Linked DNA regions of Mus musculus: region 2 is linked to region 1. A link is a contact called in public HiChIP or PLAC-seq data. All regions are on one chromosome and are shown on one strand. The core of a region is the stretch at or near the end of the contact, and the rest is flanking DNA. Distances in the headings are between cores, read along the strand shown.

Region 1 (4,611 bases), core at 1,355-3,854:
ACCACCTGAGTTCCATCCTTGGGACCCACAGCATGCAACCAGAGAACCAACTCCATAATAAGATTGCCCTCTGACATCTGCTCTTGTGCCATGATGTGTCCCTCACCCCCACAAATACATGTAATAGCAAACCAAAAAAAAAAAAAAAAAAAAAAAAAAAAAACCTGAGTGCATTGACCTTAGGACTTTAAGTAGTTGTGCATTTTAGACAGGACTTTGGAGGCAGTGTGGAGGATGTGTTCATCCAAAGAAGGCCGTTGGAGGCTGCCAAAGAGGCATAGCTTAGAAAGAATGGGTGCCAGAGGAATGGAGGTAGGAATTTGACGTGAAACAGATAGGGCTTGGTGACTCATCATGGGTGACTCATCTATTCCTAATTTCCTAATTCAAATGGTTATGTGATGGCAGTGCTCATAGTTCTGGGAGGGGCAGTTTTAAAGGCAGAGGGTTTTGGACAACTGTTGGTGTTTCTTGGTGAGCTCTCCATAGAGATGCATGACAAGCCGTTGGATATTTGAGTCTCTGTTTGGTAAAAGGCATCTGGCTGATGTGGGAGTTCAAAGCCAAGGGTGGAGCTGATCCTCCCAGAGTTGAGTGCAGCCGAGTGGGCACAGCTGTGGGGCTTAGGTGCTGCCCTGCATTTCAGGTGCTGCTTCACAACTGGTGCCACGGAGGAAGGCAGAGAGGTCTTAGTTACAGAGACTTGACAACTGGGAGAGCAAAATCCTTTGCAAGCTGAGGCAGTAGAGTAATTTCAGAAGGTGAGAACACCCACAGTGTCAAATGTGGCAGAGAGATGCTGAGAGGTAGTACCGAGGACAGTTCTGCAATGGTGGATGACAAGGTCAAGGGTTACTGTCAGTTGAGCTCTCTCTCTCTCTCTCTCTCTCTCTCTCTCTCTGTGTGTGTGTGTGTGTGTGTGTGGTTAGTTTGCCACGAGTTGAGGAATGAGGAAGTACAGGCAGGCCAGGGGGAGACCCACTGTTTAAGAGGTGTGCATAAGAGGGTCAGAAACACTTGATGGCTAATTGAAGAGGGCACTCTAAGTGGATGGTTGGCTTGACAGTTTTATTTATAGGACCAGGAGAGGCTTGTGCTTGTTAAAATCTGCGAGGTAAATAACCAACTGCTAAGGAAGCTGTCAGGAGTGTGTGCAGGGTTTTTTCAGTTCTACCCAGACTTCCTCAATCCTAGACTACTTACGTACTCCAACACAAGTGAGCTAGGGAACACACGGAGGGCTGAAACCCAATGGGGAGCAGGAGCTGGGAAGCCACAGCTGTGGCTCATCGTCATTTACTGTGATGTCCACATTACCTGGTAAAAAGAATTTCGTGGTTGCCATCCAGCCCTTCACCACTGCGGTTGGAAAGCAGGATCAGCATCCTTACTGTTCCCATTGAAGTGTATTAGGGCCACGTATCTGGGGCACATTACCGACCCAAATGAGGTGCTACTCTCTGCTGCGGACCAAGAGGCAGGATGCTCCATGCCTCTGGTGGACGGTGCCCAAGTATGGGAACAGGAGCTGAACACAGCTGTTCCCTCCTCTAAGACAGTCAAGCAGCTAAAAGTTATGTTTGTAGGAAGGTAGGAGAACAAAGATGGCCAGGCGTCTGGGATGCAGGTGAGGTAGACTCAGAGTGGAAAGATGGCGGAGCTGGAGGCAGCAGGTGGCAGGCTCAGCTTCCCGCGCTCGACAGGGAGCGGAAGGCAGTGAAAACCAAAACCGCGATTTGAACATCCGGGCGAGGCAGTGCCCCAAGATAAATCTCCTGTGGAGGGAAGTATTTAATTTGCTTCCAGCTCTGTCGGAAGAAACTCCTCTCTGAGACCCGGCTGTCTTCCGTATGGAAGCTCTCTTACCTACCTGACTGTTCTCTGTCCCACGCCCGTGGGCTGGGCCAGGAGTTCCATTGGAATTAAAGTGTTCTTTTTGGTATAGGTGGGGATAAAGGAGGGAAAGAATCTGGGTCCAGAGCTAGGACTTTGCTCTCCACCTTGCCAGCACAGGCGTCCTTTATGATTGCCACCCTAGACAAGCCTGCACTTACCACTGGGCCTCAGTGTCTTTGTTTAGAAAATGGGGGTTTGGACTACGATCTCCTCGCATGGGAAGCGACACCTAAGTTGATCGCCTCCCGCAAAATGAGTCCTGAGCAGCATCCCGCTAGCAGTTCTCGCTTAGGCGGGCTGGGGGCCCCGTAGGCGAGGAGGTGGGCGGGACCGGAGGGTCGCCCCGCCCCCTGACGGCCCCTCCGCGCTGGGCGCTGGGATGAGGCAATCACGTGACCTCACATCCGGCGCGGGAGTCCTGAGCTCGCGGGGCGCTCCCCGTGTGCCCGCCGGCCCTCCCCGCAGCGTGACCGGGCGCCGTGGCCGCGGGGAGGGGGTCCGCTTCGTCGCCGACGGCGGGAGACCGCTTCGCAGCACAGACCGTCCTCCTCCCCTGCCGGTCTTCCGCGCCGCGCTCCCTTGTTCTCGCCCTGCCCGGCTGCACGCCGCCGCCGCCGCCGCCCCGGGCGCCGACAGCGGAGCGCGGACGCCCCTGAGCCCGGTGCGGCCCGGGCCCCGCCGCGGCGCCTCTGTTCCCACAGCCGGAGCCGCGACGCGTGGCGGCGGACCCTCGAGCCCGAGCGACCCGCGGCCGCCGGCGCCGGCCGTGGGTGATGGGGCTGGGCTGAGGAGAGGCGGCGGCGGTGGCGAAAGCGGCCCCCCGGCCCCCTGCGGCCTTTTGGCTGCCCGGGCCGGGAGGCCGCGGAGAAGGCGGCACGGCGGCGCGGCTGGTGAGTGACTGGGCGAGCGGGGTGTGGGGCGGGAGGCGAAGGTGATGGGGAGGTTGGAGGAGGCGAACGGCGTCGCCCGGGTGGCGGGTACCAGGTGGGTCTGTGGCTGCTTCCTCGACTCGAATCGGACATCACCTCTCTGGGAAGGGGTATGTGTGTGACAGGGAGAGGGGTGCGGAGACCCGGCACTGTCTGGGAGCACGTGTACGTGTGGAGGTCTGGAGTGCACCCTCTGCGTGCCGGCCGGCCCCGCTAGGCCAGCCGCTCTAGAAAGTCCAGAAGGTGATGTGCCCGGAGCAAGAATGTGGGAAGGGCCCCAGATGGGTCCGTGCCGGTGCTGACTGTCCGAAGCCTAGTTCGGCCCCAGCCACCGACGAGTAAATCACCCTACTATCAGCACACTCTACACCGATAACCGAAGTCCAGAAAGGAAAGCGGACTTGAGGTGTCAACACTCCAGATTAAAGGGAGAGACGCAGGGCCGTGAGGACTAGAAAAGCCCAGACCCTTTTTTCGCTACGTACTCTCTGGCCTCGCCTTCACACAGACTGTGGGCCTGATTGATCGCTTTTCTGGTGGGGTGTGGAGTTGGGAGTGGAGGAAGGAGTAGCATTTGTCGACTGACAGTAACTGTTTGGGGCTTCCCAGTTTGGAAGGCTTTTGTGACAGGTGTTCATTGTTTATTTCCCCCTTAGGTCTGACAGAAGCACCCTAGGATCTTGGTGTCTGGATACATAAGAGGTATGAATCACTTACATAATTAGCTCCCAGTCATTAATGTTTTAGAGCTATATTTAGTGGCTTGTATTAGTGCAAAATGAATGGTTCTGGAGTCATAAACCCAGAAATTTATGTGATTCTGAACTGAATGGAACACGTTTGAGTATGTTAATGGTGATTTTTTTTTTTTTTGATCTGTGAAGCAGGACTGCAGGATTGTTTAAATCCAAGACATGTGGGGCCTTTTCGTGACGAATACAATTATAGAGGGTTTGAGGCTAATGTGAAAGTTTATTTGTTTTTACTTACATGTGTGCTTGAGTATGTATGTGAAAGGCGTGGATGCCCTCGGAGGCCAGGCCCTTTGAAACAGGTGGTTGTGAGCTGACTGCAGTGGTTAGGTCCTAAGAGCAGCACGCACTTTTTACTGCTGAGCCATCTTTCTAGCTCCAGTGCGATTTTATTCTGGAAGGGCCAGCACGTCATTAAACGGGCTCCACCTTTGATTAGAACCAAACCTTTTTTGCTAAAACTGGCATCAGTTTTGTTTTCCTGGAATATATGTGTAGCATTCTTTTTGAGGACTGTTGCTTTGCTGAATAGGCTGTAGTTGCTAAGATAGATTGTGTGGACATCCCATCAGGGTTTGTCCAACAACTTCAAAAGTACATCAGTTTCTGGAAGTTCTTTTTGAGATGGTAAACCCATTAATGACAGTTGTAGAAGAGGAAAAAAGATGATACTGCCTCAGCCTTCTGAGTAGTTGTGTTACAGGCAGCAGCACTAAGTTTAGCAGGGAGGATACTGTTTACTCCGTTTCCTGGTGTTTCCTGGTGTCTGCTCTCCCCACTCCCCAGTCGTTTGTCACTAGTTTAGGTAGAGGATGGAGTAGTTGAGATTTTTAAACGTTGTTAGAACAGCAGTGCTTGTTTTGGTTATGGGATTAGGCAGGAAAAGTGATAATTTATATGTTTCATTTAAGTACGGTTGTAATCAGATGAAAATATTACGTGGCAGTGTAGTTTTGAAAACAAAGTTGATAAGCTTCAAGCTGATGGAGCGCTATGATTGATTTCTTAGCCCAGGCCAACCAGTAACAGAAATT
Region 2 (4,342 bases), core at 896-3,395, 55 kb before region 1:
TATAAATGCTTCTATTCTCCCTGTTTCAGGAAAAGGCAGCCATGTCTTTGTTTCAGGAGGTTGCTATGACTACCTGTTGTTATGACCTTCTTGCAACCATGACTTTGTTTCCAAAGGTTGTTATGAGCAACTCCTTATATGTCAGTTCTGCTTCTGTAACCTCACTCATTAGCCCATCAAATTCCCCCACTGGAACCACCCTACTCCTGACCTATAGAAACACTACCTTCCCCATGTCCAGGGCTGCTCTCTTGAACCTGTCTTAGGGGAGAATAGCCCATGTATAAGAAAAAAAACTTGCTTTCATTTGGCCATGATTTGGGTAAGTGACCTTTCTCCTTGAGTGTGTGAGATTAACGGTGCACTTGGTTTTTATCTAAAACACTCTTTGGTTAAAGATTGGAGACTTTTGTGTAGGACTGTGAAAGGCAGCCTGTTTTGGGTGAGCAAGGCTTGCTCTGGAGGAAACTCTACAAGGGACAGAATAGTGAGCCACATTCCCAGAGACAGGTGCCTGACACCACAGAGCTCCCAACTCCATAATCCCATGGCCATCCATCACACAGATAAAGCCCCAAACTCCGGGCATTCAGGCTAGACTCCACCCCCACAGTTACCTGACTATAGCCAGGTATGCTCCTCCCCACAGTTACCTAGCAACAGCAAGGTAGCCCAGCCCACTATAAAAGGAGCGGCTTGGCTCCTTTTCACTCTCTTAAGCTCTCACCTTTCTTAGTCTCATCTCTATCTCTCTTTTCCCACCTCCCATCGCCCCTTCTCTCCACATGACCATGGCCGGCCTCTCTCCTTCTTTTACCTTTTCCCTTTCTCCTTGCCTTTCTACAATAAAGCTCTAAAACTATAGACTGTCTCTGCTCATCAAGGCCCGTCGTGCTTGAACAATGGGATAGGCTTTCCCCTAAAGAGCTACATTTAATCTCCCACTGGAAGGCCTTCCTGTGTTCCAGCCACCGGACTGGATCAAGGACTCTCGCCTGCATGAGAACCACCCAGCAGCCCCTCTCTCCCTCCCTTCTCCTCTCTTTGACTGAGCTGCCCCTGGGGCCTTCACTTTGTTCTCATCTCTTCCACAGTATCCAGCAGCGTCTGGGACACCCGAGACTGAGAACCTGTTATCTCTGGCCTCACGAGGCCCAGAGACCTTGGACTGCCTCTTGTCCACCCACTGTGGTCTGGGGTCCATGGCTTCCCACAGCCAGACACTCACCTGGGGCCGAGTGGAAAGCATGTGGCAGTACTCTGAGTCTGCACCGGAACTCTGGCAGAACTCAGGTTTTCTCCCATTCCCTTTATTCCCCCACACCCGCTGCCCAACAGTTTGGGGCTGGTGAGATGGCTCAGTGATTAAGAGCAATGACTGTTCTTCCAAAGGTCCTGAGTTCAATTCCCAGCAACCACATGGTGGTCCACAACCATCTATAATGGGATCTGATGCCCTTTCTGGTGTGTCTGAAGACAGCTACAGCGTACTCATATACATAAAATAAATTAATAAATCTTTCAAAAAGATTGGAGAGTTTTAAAAGAATCAGAACAAAGGAAAATGCAGCATTTTTTTGTTTAAGACAAATGTTTTACTGAACCAGGGCGATTAAAACATTTGCATAAAACTCTTCCAAAGTAAGGGAGATAAAAACACAAGTGGTTTAGTAACTGTACTTATAGATACAAATAGAGAAGACATACTTAATGTTTCTTACACTGAAAGCTTGGATGCTGAGTCCCAGGATTTCATGCATGCTTGATGGCGCTCTTCCCTGAGCCACACTCCAGAACGTGCCATTTTAAGTACCCTGAGAAAGGAAGCATCCAACCAGTACTTGTGGGACAGGGCAGGGCATGGACGCAGATGGAGTCGTTAAAGGCAATTCTTTCTTGATCTCTACATCAGAACTGGCTTTTTGCTAAGAGTGAGAAGATTTGGGATTTGAGTGGCATGGGGGGAGGGGCGGTTCAGGATGTTCTCCGTGGAGGTACTGAAGCCCAGAGAAGCGAAGCAATTTGCCTGGAGTCTTACAGCAAATCAGTGGGACTCCTTTGAAGATAGGCCAAGAGTTGAGGCTGCCCGGGCGCTTGTTCCCTGCCAGCAGCTGTCCTCCCTGTGGCTTCTCTCCGCCAGGTGTAGTGCGGCAGGCTTCCAAGTCTTAGGAAATGCTCGGTCACTCCCTCATTTACAGTTTTCCACATGAGAGGGACTAGGACAATATTAAAGGCTAACATGATCCAGTTGCCTTCTGTCTCACCCCTTAAAGGGAAGTCCAGAGTTCCCCTCCTGCCCTGTCAATGCTATTTGAGAGCACATCTGTGGACCAATCCCCTTGAACCTGGGAAATGAAGACATAGTTTCTAGAAAACTTCCTTTCCTAAACTTGAACACAGATAACATATTCATTTGCACACATACCACCTTGTTTTTGGAAAGGGTCCAAGGCCTTGAGGGGCTATCAGTTGCTAAAAAACAAACCCTACTGTTTAGTGTGGGTGTGTGAATGCTCCACACAACTAGGTTTGGCTATTACAGGTTCCACTCATTAATTCCTAGTGTTTCACAAAGGGTTGAGAGCTCATTTTACACATGAATACAGAATAGATGGCAAATTAAAATTCCTACCCACAAATCTGGTCAAATTAGAAAGAGAACAGGAGGGTAGAGAGGGGCAAGGAGAGATGACTTAGCAGTTAAGACCATGTGCTGTTCTTGCAGAAGACCTGGACAGAAGACCCAGTTCCAGTTTCCAGAACCTACATGGTGATTCACATCCAGCTGTAACTCAAGTTCAAGGGGATCTGACACCCTCTTCTGATCTTTGAGGGCACTAAGCACACATATAGTGCACCTATATACATGCAGGAAAAACATTCATATGCATAAAATAACTAAATTGTGTGAGAGAAGTGAGGGGTGAACCCGGAGGGAGTGATCATGCTTTCCTCTTTAGATGGGCCAGCTGAGCTAATGCAGCATTTTGGGAGTTAGTTACATAGATGGGAACCCTATCTGAAGGCCAATGAGAAGACTCATATCCTTGCTACAGCAGGAAGCAAGCTTTGGCCATGGGTGATGTCACCACATTCTTCAACATAGGATGCAGTCTCCTGCTTGTCCCACAGCCAGCTAGTACACAGGAGCTGTAGAGTGGCCTTTTCTGACAGACTGACTCCCCAGTGACTCAAGACTCAGCTGAGCTTGGTCTGTCTTTTTGCCCTATTTCCTGGGAAATTACCCTGATGTTGTAATTCCATGATTGTGTTAAGTCTGTGTTTATGTACTTTCTTGGGATCCGGGAATTTGGAGATGGATAACATTAAACCCCTGTCCTCAAGGAGTTTGTGTAAAGAACTATCATAAAGAAGTATTCTATCTGGGTGTGGTGGCAGGCACTTGAGGCTGGGGCAGGAGGGTACTCAGTTCAAGGCAAACCTGGGCACTTAGACCAGATGGGTGGATAGAGATAGATGGATGGATAGATGATAGATAGATAGATAGATAGATAGATGGATAGATAGATAGATGGATAGATGGATAGATAGATATAGGTGGCTAGGTACACACATAGATACAATGATAGATAGCTGCCTATAGGTAGATAGGTAGATAGATAGATAGATAGATAGATAGATAGATAGATAGATAGATAGCAGGCAGGCAGACAGACAGACAGACAGACAACTTCTAACTTTCTAACTTTGAGAAGTCTCAATAAAAGGACAAAATCTAAGTTTTCAGGCATTATAGTCTGAGCACCGGATTCTTTCTCTCTTTCTCTCTTTCTTCCTTTCTTTCTTTCTTTCTCTCTCTCTCTCTTTCTTTCTTTCTTTCTTTCTTTCTTTCTTTCTTTCTTTCTTTCTATTAACAGGAGCTATTTAATTTTCTAATCACCACTTTCCATCTCTATAAACTGAAAGAAAAGATTTAATATATTATGAAATATCTGTACATAGACAAGGTTCACCCAGTGGGGGTCAAAACCAAGAGAGAGAAAGGAATACAGTGTCAGAAACCTGTAAATCAGGAAGAAGGAGAGCCCCGGACTCTTAGTAATAGTCTTTGGCTCATGCAGGGTGTTGTGTGCCAGAGTACCTGAGAGAGGCAGCTGGACTTTAATCTTTTCCCTGAATATTCAGAGGGCCGGATTGCAGAAACTACTTCCCTCTCCAACCAGGCACAGGTTTGTTAGCATGTTAGGATTCAGTCTCCATTTATATTTAACTTGATGTTGGCAATGACTTTCCACGTACTCTCCCTGATTTCGGCTCAGGACCACAAGAGGAGGCATTTCCCTTAGCTAGCTCCCTGACTGCTGAAGTGATGAAATGAATT

Evidence for each region. HiChIP or PLAC-seq counts read pairs in DNA pulled down with a chosen protein or histone mark.
Region 2: an H3K27ac HiChIP or PLAC-seq map of trophoblast stem cells shows a contact between it and region 1, with 48 read pairs. The contact joins the enhancer-like site here to the promoter of Atp13a3 in region 1. A contact is called at or near these places in 11 of 39 promoter capture datasets (the 3T3-L1 cell line, 3T3-L1-derived adipocytes, the C10 cell line and 5 more), 4 of 15 datasets of contacts at CTCF or cohesin (CD8 T cells, the G1E-ER4 cell line, the NIH/3T3 cell line and 1 more), 40 of 484 Hi-C or Micro-C datasets (the 3T3-L1 cell line, 3T3-L1-derived adipocytes, the C10 cell line and 24 more), 19 of 115 datasets of contacts at active chromatin or transcription factors (the 230-238 cell line, DN3 thymocytes, the HPC-7 cell line and 14 more) and 2 of 9 other capture datasets (adipose tissue and liver).

Annotation. Positions count from the first base shown.
Region 1 is chr16:30,386,523-30,391,133 of GRCm38.p6, reverse strand. It overlaps Atp13a3 (ATPase type 13A3), which reads left to right and starts at 2,604. Exons shown (of 34, transcript NM_001128096.1): 1 at 2,604-2,786; 2 at 3,482-3,527.
Region 2 is chr16:30,441,429-30,445,770 of GRCm38.p6, reverse strand. No RefSeq gene overlaps it. Among named protein-coding and RNA genes, the nearest start is that of Atp13a3, 55 kb to the right of the region's middle. Within about 2 kb of position 2,145, at least 38 of the 459 cell types and tissues checked have an H3K27ac peak or open chromatin away from gene starts, as enhancers often do. A contact at or near this core is called in the NIH/3T3 cell line, adipose-derived mesenchymal stem cells, liver and 1 more, where this site is marked.